3 separate regions of the Mus musculus genome follow, and regions 2 and 3 are each linked to region 1. The links are chromatin contacts, called in public HiChIP or PLAC-seq and promoter capture Hi-C maps. All regions are on one chromosome and are shown on one strand. Each heading gives the region's core, a stretch centred on a gene start, on an enhancer-like site or on the middle of the called end of the contact. The rest is flanking DNA. Distances are from core to core; before and after follow the strand shown. Region 1 holds the start of Spata20 (spermatogenesis associated 20). Region 2 holds the start of Nme1 (NME/NM23 nucleoside diphosphate kinase 1). Region 3 holds the start of Utp18 (UTP18 small subunit processome component).

Region 1 (4,511 bases), core at 1,510-4,009:
TCTTTGCTCTCAGTGTGCTGTTTTCTTAATAGCCCTCCACATAGGAAATCCTTTCCTCTTTCCCAACAGCCTCCCTTCTGTTCATTAAGCCCTTAATCCCTCTGTTCTATTTGCACATCTCAAAGGTATTCAGACCAATAGGTCAAAAAAAGACCTCTTAGCCCCCTACAGCTCCCCCTCTTCAGAGTGAGGCCTTAGCCTTTACTGTTCACTCTGACCCTCCTCTCCTCAAAGTCCCTTCCTCTGCAGCTTTACCCCTAGCCCCTGATAAGCCTCCTGTCTCCCCTGTGTGCTGCCAAGACCCCCTCATTAACCTTGCTTCCATTCTTTCCCCCATTCCAGACCTAAAAGGATGCTTTCCTGATTAAAACAGGCTGGGCAGCCTTGGCGCACTCCTTTGATCCCAGCACTCGGGAGACAGACAGTGGATCTCTGTAAGTTCAAGGCCAGCCTGGTCTACAGAGCATGTTCCAGGTCAGCCAGGGCTACACAGAGATACCCTGTCTGGGGTGGGCTAACAAGGCAGGCAAGTTCTACTGCAGCTTTCTTCTTATGTCATTAGGAACTTCCTTTCTCAGAAGGTGTGACTCCTGCTGAGGCACGGATAAGGCCCTGGATTCTATCATCAGCAATGCTTCCTCCTCAGAGTTCACCCCCTGCCCCAGACCTCGTCCTACCCACTCACCTAACTTCCCTTGCTGGTTAGTTTTATGTCAACTTAACCCAGGCTAAACTGATTTGGAAGCAGAAATCTCAACTGAGAAAATGTGCCCCCATCAGACTGGCTTGTGGACAAGTCTGTGGTGCATTTTCTTGATGACTGATGTCTGAGGGCTCAGCTCACTGTTGTGAACAGCGCCTGCCACCCCTGGGTTGATGGTCCCCGGTGCTAGCAGACAGCAGGCTGAACAAGCCATGGAGAACAAGCCAGTAAGCAACGTTCCTCCGTGGCTTCTGCTGCAGTTCCTGTCTCCAGATTCCTGCCTTGAATACCAGCCCTGACATCCCTTTGATGATGGACACAGGACTATGATGTGGAAGTATAAGATAAAATAAACCCCTTTTTCCCCAAGTTGTTTTTGGTCATGGTGTTTCATCATAGCAATAGCAAGCTAACTAAGCCAGCTTCCTATCCACGTTCGTTACCTATCCCTTTTCTCTGCCCTCCAGCTATACTAGCCTTCTGCTGGCCCTCAGTCTCAATACCCTCACCTGCCACAGGACCTTTACACATGCTGTTTCTTCTGCTACATCTCTCACTCCCTGCACTCTTATTCTTTATAGCTACCAATCAAGTATAATGTCCTCAGCAGAGCTTTCCTCTGTGTCTCTTCTACTGGATCGAGTCTCTTGCTAGATTATACCCATTCACGGTACTTGTCGCAGTGTGTAGCTGACTATTCACTAGCTAGTCTCTGAGTAAAAGGGTAGGGAGGAACACACGGGTGTTCGGTGCCTGGTATAGTAGTAGACAGCAGAGGACGCTTGTCATTGACTGAATAAAGTGAATGAACCAAGCAAACAGAGCATGCAGTAAGGACATATTGGCTCAGTGTTACTACTCTGGGAAGGCTTCTCGGAGTGGGTGGGTTCTAGGGAGGATGGGTAGGCTGGATCAAGCAAATTTGGCTGGCTGATCAAATCCTTCGAAGGGAGCCTTATCTCTTGCTTGTAAAAGGGGAAAGAGCTAGGCAAAAGTATTGGATGCTCCGAGGGTCACTCTTCCTGCCAGCACTTTAAATGGAACCCAGCTTATTTTACTCGAATTTTAAGCGCTGAGACGGTTGGATCTTCAAAGGCACGGCAGGGCTGTAGTTCCGCGCTCTACCGCCGAGCGGCGCTCGGAGACCAGCCACAGGGCCAGAGACTTGGCGAGGACAGGGTTCTGGGCCCGCCCTTCTGCAGCCTACCGCCCGAATTGGAGCAGCTATACTGAAGAGTGTGGGACTGTCTGGACCCCAACCTCCGGTCGCCCCACTGTGGGGGTGGGCCTTGCGGCTAGCGGCAGGTATGAGCAAGACACTACAATATGCCTGGCGCCGCGGCAGTCCGTCTTTCAGGCATAGTCTGCGATGTCTGCTCGGATCCCCCTACATGAAGGCTCCTTTTCTTCCCCCACCCTTCTTATCCGCTGCAGGATTAGCTCAGGCTAGCTCTTTGGCTACTTTAGCACCGCCTCTAGGAAGCCTTTCTAGAATGATGTGCTGTCCACAAACCCCTCTCTTGAAGCACCCTGCACCCTGTCACAAACTCATGTTGCTGCCCTGCCTGCTATTTAGTTGCGTTCCCAGGTTGAACTCCCTAAGATAGGTCTATTTGATTCTGAGTGGTCCCTCTCTCCTTCTCCCTCTCCTTCTTTCTTATCTCTCTTCCCCTCTTTCCCTTTCTCTCCCCTCCCTCTTTCCCCTCTGTGTGTATGTATGTGTGTGTGTGTGTGTGTGTGTGTGTTTAGTGTAAGACCTGGTCCTTCAAAGTACTCTGGAGTTCTTGGCTAGTCCCTGACTACTTCTTCTGCTTGTCCCTCACCTGGTCCAGTCCCGGACCCAATACCCATTCCTCTTGACCTGTCTAGACACTAGCAATAGCCACTCCCTTCCTAAGTCACCCACATGAATGCTAAGGATGCCTGCAGTGCAACCGCCCAGGGAGGGGCACTCCACGGGTGATAGAACAGAGCAGGATGGACCATTCTACTCATTATGACCCTCTCTGACCTCACAGATACCCTTCCTACCGCCAGGTCCAAGAAGCTGGGGGAGACTAACCTGGCAGGGAGCCCCCAATGAGCCACCATTCCTCACCACCCCCAAAACATAAGGGGGAGCACAAAGGCCACGGTCTCCCCCGTGGTTCAGAAAGGTGGGCTGGACAAAGAGTGGGGGTCTTTGTGGCTGGGTAACCATTGAGCTGATTTGGGTGGGGCAAAGGGGAAGTGGCCTTCATTTGTGTGACCCATCTGCCCACATTAGGGGCAGCTCTTCCCGGGACAAGGACCGAAGTGCTACTACAGTTAGTAGTTCAGCGCCCATGCCTGCTGGAGGAAAGTCAAGCCGGACTAACTGTCCTCCACCTGCACCGCCGAAGACCGTCAATCGCCTGATCAATGAGAAGTCTCCATACCTCTTACAGCATGCCTACAACCCGGTGGATTGGTGAGAGCCATCCCAGGGTTTCCCTTGAAGCATCTGGGGTCCCTAATCCTCTGAGACTCCCTAGGCTACTGAGTGACCTCTCTTCCTGTTGGGTCTAGGTACCCCTGGGGACAGGAAGCCTTCGACAAGGCCAAAAAAGAAAACAAGCCGATTTTTCTCTCAGGTATACACCCACTGTTCCCAGAATGAGGTTCAGTGACAGGCAGAGGGTTGGGGGTGGTCCCTTGGGTCCCCCGGGGACCTCCTCCTGCCATCCTGTCCCTCTTCTCTCCTAGTGGGGTACTCTACCTGTCACTGGTGCCACATGATGGAGGAGGAATCCTTCCAGAATGAAGAGATAGGGCGCCTGCTCAATGAGAACTTCATCTGTGTCATGGTGGACCGAGAGGAGCGGCCAGATGTGGACAAAGTATACATGACTTTTGTGCAGGTGAGCCATCTCTGTGGCAGTCTAGTCACACCTACAACGCGGCAACTCCCCTGACCCTGGCCCTCCCTCTTCCAGGCCACCAGTAGTGGAGGAGGCTGGCCAATGAATGTGTGGCTGACCCCCGGCCTCCAGCCATTCGTTGGGGGCACCTACTTCCCGCCAGAGGATGGTTTGACTCGAGTTGGCTTCCGAACAGTGTTGATGAGAATCTGTGATCAGGTGGGTGGATGTCTGGGAGGGAAGGTGCCCACGTGCAGGTTGAGAGACCACAGCCACCTCCCATCCCCACCCCGACCTGTGTATGCTGACTTCCACGTGTGTGCTCACCTCCTGTAGTGGAAACTGAACAAGAACACCCTTCTGGAGAACAGCCAGCGCGTCACCACAGCCCTTCTGGCCCGATCTGAGATCAGCGTGGGTGACAGACAGATTCCAGCCTCTGCTGCCACCATGAACAGCCGTTGCTTCCAGCAGCTGGATGAGGGCTATGATGAGGAATACGGCGGCTTCGCCGAGGCCCCCAAGTTTCCCACACCTGGTCAGTGACCTCTGACCCTGACCTATATAATGAGCATCGGTGCCTTTGGCCTCTCTTGTGCGGCTGTGTAGCTTTCCGGTCCCCTGTGGGCTGATATTCTGACCTCTGACTCAGAGGCCAATGGCCTGTGTCCTCTAAGTGGATGGTAGAAGTTCCCACCTTCCAGCCTGACAGACAGAGACTGACTGGGCAGAGCCTCCCTGGAACCTCTCACCCTCTCCTTCCTGCTCCACAGTGATCCTGAACTTCCTGTTCTCCTATTGGCTCAGTCACCGGCTCACCCAGGATGGCTCCCGAGCTCAGCAGATGGCGTTGCACACCCTGAAGATGATGGCCAACGGAGGCATCCAGGATCATGTGGGGCAGGTGAGGGCAGGCCAGGTTCCGTGCC
Region 2 (4,373 bases), core at 1,433-3,932, 520 kb after region 1:
AATAATTTAAATTCTAATTAATAATCTAAATCCTATTTCACCTCATCAATAATATTTAGTGTTATCATCACTGGCCCCTCCTTTTTAAAAATTTTATTTTTCAAGATAGGGTGCTATGTAATCTAAGCGGATTTCAGATTCGTTAAGTGGCATAGGATGACCTTGAGCTCTTGATTTTCCTGCCCTTATCATACCCAGCTTTAAGGCACATTCTTGCTGTTGTAGTTCAGGCTAGCCTTACATGTTTAGCTCTCTTGATTTAGCTTCCCAAAAGCTGAAAGTGGTTGCTATAGTTTACTTTCCTATCTTTACAAGTGTACTGATAACTCATCACGGATTTAATTCATATCTCTCTAATGGCTAATGAAGTTAAACATGTGTGTGTGTGTGCGTGTGCGCACATGCATAGTCTGGAAACCCATACATAAGTAAAACTGGCCTTGAATTCAAGGTTATCTGTTCTTCAGCCCTGAAGGTTCTGGGATCATAGGTATGAGCTACCATGTCTGGTTTTTTTTTTTTTTTTCCTTTCTTCTTCTTTTTAAAAAAGAATTATTTATTTATTTTAGGGATGTGAGTACACTGTAGCTGTACAGATGGTTGTGAGCCTTCAAGTGGTTGTTGGGAATTGAATTTTTCAGACCTCTCCTCACTGCAGTAGCCCCACTCGCTCCAATCAAGTCTGCTTGCTCAGTCCGGCATAAAGATTTATTTATTATTATACATAAATACACTGTAGCTGACTCATTAGATCTCACTACAGGTGGTTGTGAGCCATAATGTGGTTGCTGGGATTTGAACTCAGGACTTTAGAAGAGCAGTCAGTGCTATTACCTGTTGGGCCATCTTGCCAGCCCCCCCCACCCCCCTTTTTCTTCTCAAATCAGTCTTTTATAGTCTAGGCAGACTTCAAACTTACTGTGTAGCTTAGGATGACCTTGAACTTTTGACCTACCTTGGATGTGCTGGGATTACAGGCCTGTGAAACTACACCCAATCTAAGTAAAGTTGGGGATTCAACCTAAGGCTCTGTGCATGCCAAGCAAACATTCTACCCACCGAGCTAGAGACAATAGCTTTTCTTTTCCTCCTCCACACCCCCTGCATATTCTGCCTGTGAAAAGTCTATTCTTGTCTTTTGCCCATTTTATAATTAGACTATGTGTGTTTGACTCTTTTTTGTTTGTTTGTTTTGCTTTGTTTTGCTTGAGATAAGCTTTTGCTAAGTTGTGCTGACTAGCCTGTAATTCACTATATAGATCAGGCTTGTCTTGAAATCACAGAGCTCTTTAACCTGCCTGTTTTTTTGAGAGACATATTCTCTCTATGTCATCCTGGTGGCCTCTAAGTCTTGATGATCCTGCTTCAGCCTTCCCAGTGCTGTGAATTCATCAGGCAAGGCCCTTCTCATTTGACCAACACCCCAGTCCCTCCATTTCATTAAAAACAAAAGACAAAAAACAAAACAAAAAAAGCAAGCAAGCAAACAAACACATCATCTGGGCTGGCAAGCTGGTCCAGTGGCTATGAAGCACACACTGTCCTTGCAGAGGACCCAAGTTCCGTTCCTAGCACTCACATCAGATCACTCGCAACTGTTTGTAACTCCACCGCCATTGGAACTGACCACTTCATACACTGACATACGCGTGTACATGTAAATAAATAATAAGAGGCTGGAGAGATGGCTCAATGATGAAGAGCACTGTCTACTCTTCCAGAGGTCCTGAGTTTAATCCCCAGCAGTCACGTAGTGGCTCACAATCATCTATAATGGGATCTGATGCCTTTTTCTGGCCTGCAGGTATACATGCAGATAGAGCACTCATACATAAAATAAATACATCTTAATAAGCAAACAAATAAATAATGCCGGATGTGGTTATGCCTTTAATCCCAGAACTCGGGAGGCAGACTAAGAGGGAGTCTCTGCGAGGTCATGGCCAGCCTGATCTACACAGTGAGTTCCAGAAAAGTCAGAGTTACATAATGAGACCCTACATACAATAATAACAACAATAATAAAACCCTCCTCCCGCGTTTCCTACCATCAGGTATTCACTATAATTCTTGGCTCTCAGGTAATAACGGGCTTTCTCCCTTCATGTAGGTCCTTTTGATTATCACTTCTGCAGAGATTTCTCAGCCTTAATTTTTTCCCCCTGCTCTGTTCTTTCTTATCAGCACTTGCACTGTGTGTTCACTATCAATTTTCTCTTTATTGTCGCAATTCTCAACCCTACTAGTAAGCTCCCAAGTAAACTTCAACCCTAGGCTCTAGAATGTTCCTACCCGGCACATAGGATTCAGTACATTTGTTGCTTGACAGAATGAAGGGAAGGTGGAATGACACGGCCACTGAAGCTCTAGTTGTGACTTCATGCAGTGTGAGCGCCACCTGTCGGGAAAAACTAGATTTTCTCGGGAACGGAGGAAGTGAGTCACAGGCAGCCGTAGGGGAGAAACAGAAGATGGCCGCCAGACAGGGGGGGTAAAAAAATCCAAAACACCACACCCAGTGTCGGAAGTTAAACACTGGGCGAGTGCTCCCTAGAATGACATCCGACTCCCCAGAAGAAGCGGGGACCGGCGGTGTACCGCTAAAAGGGCTCCCCTGAATCGGAACTGTCCGAAAAGGTTCCGTGCGAGCAGCTGCGGGGAACCACGTGAGGCCGGGGAGCGTTTCCGGTGCGGGCAGTCGCAGCCGGCGGTAAAGCCTTGTCATCTGAAGGGGTAAGAGGGGTCAAGTTGAGAGTCAAGGAGACAAGTTGAGGGTTTAGGTGAATGGGGAGGGAGGTGGGCGTTCACTAAAGGGTGCACTCTCCGCGGGGTGTTAGGGAGATGGCAGGCAGGGAGATGGCAGGCTGTGGCCAGGTACAGACCTGTCAGCTTGATACGCCACGTGGGCTCGCCTTTGTCCGTGGCCGCAGTTCCTGTCCGGCTCGCGGCAGGGCTATGCCTTATTCTCTTTCCAGTCCGCTGTTGGGCACAGAGTTGGTACTCGGGTGGTGCTTGCTGAATGAATGAATGACACTCTCTGTGTGTGTGAATGTGAGTGAAGAGAGAAAGAAAGAGAGATCGGTATGCAGAGGCTTTCATAGAGGATGTTTCAGCCATTTCTGAATAATCTTTCCTTCAGACATTCTCCAGCTAGTCTGTGGCTTCTGTCTTTCTCTTTATGGGGGGCGCGATTGCCACTTAAGGCCTGCTCTTTGCTCCTATTGACTGCGAGACCCCGTGGTTTGGTATCAAAGATAGGTGGACTGGCTTACAGACCGGGCAGGCGAGAGGGACAGGAAGTCAGGAACAAAAATGATCATGCAAAGGTTCATGCATGCCCTAGCTCACATGTGAACCCCAGAAGGTAATTTTGTGGAGCGGGTTCGTGGGACCCAACACATGCTTGTAGTACAACTCAAGGTCTGCTAGGCCGTCTAGCTGGCTCAGGCCTCATTCTTAGGGTATAAAATTAGAGGTGAACCCAAGTTTAGAAAGACAGAGCCAGGAGCCGGTGTTGCTGTCCTCTTAGGTATCGTCTTTCAAGGTGGAGTCTCCTTTCATCTTGTGAGGCAGTGTACCCTGGAAATGGAACATTCTGGAATGGATGTTCTCCAGGTGTCTTCTTCCTGGATGATGCCCCATGTTAGGTATTGGGCTGTGGTTTTTCTCATAATCCACAGTTCATTGGTTAGTTACAATACTCATTGCCCTTTCCCCATAATATGTAATTTAATAAATGTTAATTGCTAGTCTTACATAATGGACTTTCAAGTTTTTATCTTTTTATTCTCTGACAATTTTCTACATGTATGTGATATATTTAGTCATTTCACCCTCTCCCCTTACACTCTCTCATCTAGCCTGAATTCTTCCAACAAGTTCTCTCCTACTTTCATGTCTTATATTTTTTCTCTCTGTGTGTGTGTTTGTGTGTGTTTGAATGAGTTTAATTGGAGTTGCTTGCTTGATGGATAGAGGAGTTATTTGCTGTGGCATGGACAGTTTACCCATGGCTACATCAGTGAAGAGTGCCCCCCCCCCCTTAATTGCCAATAATTGCCAATAGCTCCCAAGGCAGGGATAAGGCCTTGGGCCTTCTGAGTCCCTCCCCAATCTATGATAGAACATAGTCATTGTTTGTTTGCTTTCCCATTTTCTTCTTTTCTTTTTTCCTTTTCTTTCTTTCTTGCTTTTCTTTCTTTCTTCCTTCTTTTCTTTTTTTATGCTTTGCTTTGCTTTTTGAGTCAGGCTCTTATGTTGCCCAGGCTGGTCTGATTTTTTTTTTTTTTCCCTTTTGCCTTAGCCTTCCTAGGGATATAATTACTGGCATGTATCCTCAGGCTTGGCTTTTCTCATTGCATCCTGAGAAGTGT
Region 3 (4,320 bases), core at 181-2,680, 600 kb after region 1:
ACTGAAGGGTCTAATAAGGGCAGGCAAGTGAATATCAGAGACTGAAAGAAACCGAAGGTGCTTTCCTAGGCTGCAGTGCGTGGTATATGGATGTAGGGTTAAGTAGAGGTCAGACTACCTACCACTCGTCAGAAGCTGGGCTGCTTTGGGTGACTTCTAGTGTCTCTTCCGACTCTGAAATGTCAGGATTTCTTTTTCACAAAGGAGAACGTACGGATGGTGGAAGCCCACTGACTTGGAACCCTCAAGTAGCAGCCTTGGCGGCTGACTCCCCGATACCACTCCTACGTCTCCCTCCCACACGTGCCCACCCCGCCCCCTTTCAGTATCAGCACCTCCACGTGCAAAATGCCTCTCGGCGCTGGCTCTACAATGGTGGGCTCCGTCTCCAGCCAAGCCCCGAAACTCTGTATGCTCCTGCCCCCACACCCCCGAGAAACCACTCTCCCACCCTTGGCAGCTAAAAAAGGCAAAGTCTCCTATCTAATCTTTCCCTTCAAGCAGAACGGGGTTGGGAGGGAGCAGAGGAAAAACTTTCTTATGTTTTTTTTTCTCCCTAAGAGAACCCTAAGTCAGGGGTTGAGGGGGGGAGGGGAACCCCTGAACGTTTAACGGCCAGTAGGGGGAGGGGAGCTCCGGAGACGGAGGGGGCGTGGGATGAAGAAGCAGGCCCGCGAGTGGGGTCCCCGAGCTGCGGCGTTCCGGGGGCCGGGCAGCCGCAGGCGTGCCCCCCCCCCTCAAACCTGGCACACAAAGCGGCCGCTGCGCTCGGCTCTCACCAGATCCTTTGTGTTTTCCATCAGGGCCTCATGGGTAGGGGCCGTCCGTGCTCCCCGAGCCCGCGGCGCCCCCTCCCCCCCCGCGAGCAGGGGGCCGGTGCCTCTCCCCGGGACTGCGGCGACTACAGGGGGGACCCCCGGCTGGGCCAGGGCCAGCGACAGCAGTGGCAGCCCCCGGATTTCCCCCCTTTTAACTCGGGTGGCCCCAGGATATCAACAACATTAGCATAGCCCTCCCTCCCCAGCGCGCCTGCGCCGTGACCCGCGCCCCGATTGGCCCACTTCCCCCACGTACCCTCCTCTCTCCCCTCCAGCGTGGGACCCTCGGCAGGCGCCGTACTCTAAGGACCGTACCAAGACCACAAGTCGATGAGGTAATTGAGGGCGCGCGGCACGACGCGGGGCTCAGAATCAGCAGGGCGAGAAGTTTCTTTCAGCCACTTCCATTTGGACTCCGGCCTCCCCGAGTCCCTTCCAATATGTTGCCTCCGAGAAGTTGTGTTGGGAAAAATTTCCACTCCAGTCACGCCGCTTCCCCCTCCACCCGGAAGATCGGCCTTCCCTGAGGAACTCCCACATGGGGCGGGGCCGCCGGACGGAGTGGGAGTGACGTAGCGCGCGAGCGCCGGTCACGTGGCTTGCGGCGGCGCAGACTCCTTCCGGCTCCCCGGGGCCGGGCCGAGGAGAAGAGCGAGCCGCCCCGGCACATGCGCAGTGGTACTCCACGTGAACGTCGGCGTTTTCCCCTCAGCCCTGAGGATGCCGCCCGAACGCAAGAGCCGGACGAGACGAGACCGGAGAGCCGGCGCAACGCCGGGGAGGAAAGCCAGACCCGGGAGCGGCAGCACGCCCGCAAAGGCCGCCCGTTCATCCCAACGGACACAGCCGGCCGAGCCGAGGGCGGCCCCTAGCGCGGGATCCGCGGCGGCGGCGGCAGAGGAGGAGGAGAGCCGGCTCCGGCAGCGGAACCGCCTGACGCTAGAGGACGATAAGCCGGCCGCCGAGCGTTGCCTGGAGCAGCTCGTCTTCGGCGATGTCGAGGACGACGAGGACGCGCTGCTGCAGCGGCTGCGGAGCTCGCGGGTGAGGAAGGCCTGCCTGCCTGCCCGCCTGCCTGCCTGCCGAGCGGGCACACGCTCTGGCGGGGCGCGCGGCGGGAGGCGAGGCCCCGGGGGCGGAGCCTGGAGGTGGGGGGGACCTGTGGCGGCGAGTGCTCAGGTGGGAGGGACCGGCGACCGCGGGCGCCGAGGGGCGCCGTCCGGCTCTTTCGCCTCGGGTTCTGGGCTGCTGGCTGGCGAGGGCGGGGACGCTGCCTTTCTCCGCCCCAAAGGGGCTGCGGCGCTTCGCATCCAGCAGGCGCTCAACTGTCGGCTTGGTTTGCCAAAGGATGTCTGCAAAGTAGAGTCGCTCATCTTCGGGCTCTTACACCCTCTGCTGGAACCACAGGGGTGACCGTTTGATCACCTGTCGCGACTCCGCGTAGTGGATGGAACCAATACGTGGGCAGAAGGCGTAAAGCTGCATTTTAATAACATCGCGGGGTGATACCCACGCCCAGCTTTTGAGAACGATCAGTGTGTATTCATCTCTAACCTTTCTTTGGTTGCTAGCTCTTGTAACAATTGCAAATCCTTCCTGATTGATGCTCTTTGCGCTATTATTTTTGTTCTATACCTGGTCCCTGGACTAAGGGTAGAGACACAGCAGTGGAGGAATCCCACAAGAACCCCTCTTGGAACTTGTGTTAGTAGTGGTAAAAAAGCAAGATAAAAGAGACAAGACTAGTAAAGTTAAAGTATGTTGGTGGAGAGGAAAATGAAAACATTTGAGAAAGGGATTTAAATATATGTGAAGACGTCTTTTAGATAGGGTAAGCTGACTGACTCAATGGGAATATCAGCATTTGCTTAGTTCACCCTTTGTGTGGGTGCTTTGATGGAGAGCTGCAGCAGCCTTCTTTGGGAGGTGGAGACCAGTTATGTTAAGAGCTGTGGGACAGTTCTGTATCCAAAGGACTCACTTGATGGGCTTTGAAAGATCTTAAATCAGCAGTGCTGGTGGATACTGCAGTTGGCTCCTTGGACACTGCCCTGTAGGTTGGGAGAAAGCTCAGATCATTTGAAGGGTTTTTTTTTTTTTTTTTTTTTTTTTTGAGTGCTAGGTTTAGGTTTCGAGTGTGTGGGTGTGGTATAAAGTTTGAAGAAGGTGGAGATGGAGCACATAGAACAAGAGATACTCCTCATGAGGCTATGAGACACAGCCTATGTTGTGTGGGATTCTAGTAGGCCCCGGGCTCTGTAACTGTTGGGCTTTGATGCTTGCTCTTTACCTGCCGGCGGCTTACCTTTTACCCTTGTCTACTGCGGTCTTTAGCTTTCCGTGCACTTCCCCCCCCCCCCCCCCTTCTATCCTGCCTCACCTGTCCTCATGGTGGTTCTGATCTCCTTTCCTGCGTGCTCCTTCAGCATGTGCTGTGGTTGTGTTCCATCACATTATTTCATCAGCACACCAGGAAAGCAAAAGCATTCTATAGGCTATTGTAGTATAAGGAGTGTGTGTGCGTGCATGTGCTTGCGTGTGCGCTAGCAACTTGTTGGAGAATCACAGTGGTTTGACGATGGTGTGTCTCTGTAGGGTCAGCTACATGGAAGCTCAGATGAATCGGAAGTGGAAAATGAAGCAAAAGACATTTTTTCTCAGAAGAAGAAGCAGCCAGTTTGGGTGGATGAAGATGATGAAGATGAGGAAATGTAAGTTAGTCATTTTGTTCAGAATCCCTCTGGATACTTTAAAAGTTAACTTGTAGATTTTTACAAATCACTGCCTGGGAAAGTATGACTATATGAATAACCAAAACATTTGGTGCACAGGAAAAAGGTTCATAATTCGTATCTGAGAGAAAGGTACTCACTGTTTCATTGCACAGCTCATTCCCTGCCTGTCTCGTGTGCAGGATGGACTGCTTAGATAATCATTTCAGTTACATCTTAGCTTCCTTCCTCACTGGATGGTTCCTGACTACCAAGGGCAAGTTTGGAATCTACCTCTTTGTAAAATGAGTGTCAGAACAGTGGCTGTCACAGAAGTCCGTTGGACTAAATGATGCATAGAGCATTTCTAGCCTGGTGCCTGGACTGAGTAAAGGCTTCAGGTAAAGCTAGCACGCTGTATTTGCTTTCTCTATGCAAAGTTATATTGGAAGCAAGGGGAGTTGTTCCTTGTATGAACCAAGTACAAATTTACTGATCAAATGAATTTTCTATTTTTCTGCTTTAAGACTACGGAAAAACATTTTTATGAATAAGCTTTTTTGTTTTTCAAATTTCTTAAATGTGTAGTATTTGATCAGAGACTAAGAACTTAGTTTCTCAGGAGAAGTGTGAATTTCAGTCTTATGATCAGTGAGGGTTCTTTTGGGGGTGTGGTGGGGGGTGCTTGTAGACTTTCTTAATTTGACAATAGGAAAGCAACCCTTCTTAAATTGTGTTGAGGAAAATTGATGGTGTGATATATATGTTCTTTATTATCTTTGTTTACTAAA

What was found. Promoter capture Hi-C pulls out the DNA fragments that hold promoters and counts their contacts. HiChIP or PLAC-seq counts read pairs in DNA pulled down with a chosen protein or histone mark.
Region 2: a contact with region 1 is called in a promoter capture Hi-C map of embryonic stem cells, with 2.8 times the contacts expected there. The contact joins the promoter of Nme1 here to the promoter of Spata20 in region 1. A contact is called at or near these places in 5 of 39 promoter capture datasets (embryonic stem cells, hippocampal neurons, liver and 1 more), 1 of 15 datasets of contacts at CTCF or cohesin (embryonic stem cells), 14 of 484 Hi-C or Micro-C datasets (cerebellum, embryonic stem cells and myocytes), 7 of 115 datasets of contacts at active chromatin or transcription factors (embryonic forebrain, embryonic stem cells, forebrain and 1 more) and 2 of 9 other capture datasets (adipose tissue and embryonic stem cells).
Region 3: a contact with region 1 is called in a CTCF HiChIP or PLAC-seq map of embryonic stem cells, with 4 times the contacts expected there. The contact joins the promoter of Utp18 here to the promoter of Spata20 in region 1. A contact is called at or near these places in 1 of 39 promoter capture datasets (neural stem cells), 1 of 15 datasets of contacts at CTCF or cohesin (embryonic stem cells), 2 of 484 Hi-C or Micro-C datasets (both in embryonic stem cells) and 1 of 115 datasets of contacts at active chromatin or transcription factors (embryonic stem cells).

The regions. Positions count from the first base shown.
Region 1 is chr11:94,483,558-94,488,068 of GRCm38.p6, reverse strand. Spata20 (spermatogenesis associated 20) reads left to right here and starts at 2,759. Exons shown (of 16, transcript NM_144827.4): 1 at 2,759-2,859; 2 at 2,970-3,152; 3 at 3,251-3,315; 4 at 3,428-3,582; 5 at 3,658-3,801; 6 at 3,919-4,120; 7 at 4,356-4,486. The coding sequence starts at 2,783.
Region 2 is chr11:93,966,581-93,970,953 of GRCm38.p6, reverse strand. It overlaps Nme1 (NME/NM23 nucleoside diphosphate kinase 1), which reads left to right and starts at 2,682. Exons shown (of 5, transcript NM_008704.3): 1 at 2,682-2,733. Gm35198 (a long non-coding RNA gene) reads right to left here and starts at 2,449. Exons shown (of 3, transcript XR_388959.3): 1 at 2,293-2,449.
Region 3 is chr11:93,882,876-93,887,195 of GRCm38.p6, reverse strand. Utp18 (UTP18 small subunit processome component) reads left to right here and starts at 1,430. Exons shown (of 14, transcript NM_001013375.1): 1 at 1,430-1,862; 2 at 3,414-3,529. The coding sequence starts at 1,539. It overlaps Mbtd1 (mbt domain containing 1), which reads right to left and starts at 1,025. Exons shown (of 16, transcript NM_134012.4): 1 at 780-1,025. RefSeq lists enhancers at 1,113-1,146, 1,159-1,201, 1,396-1,428 and a cis regulatory region at 1,408-1,415.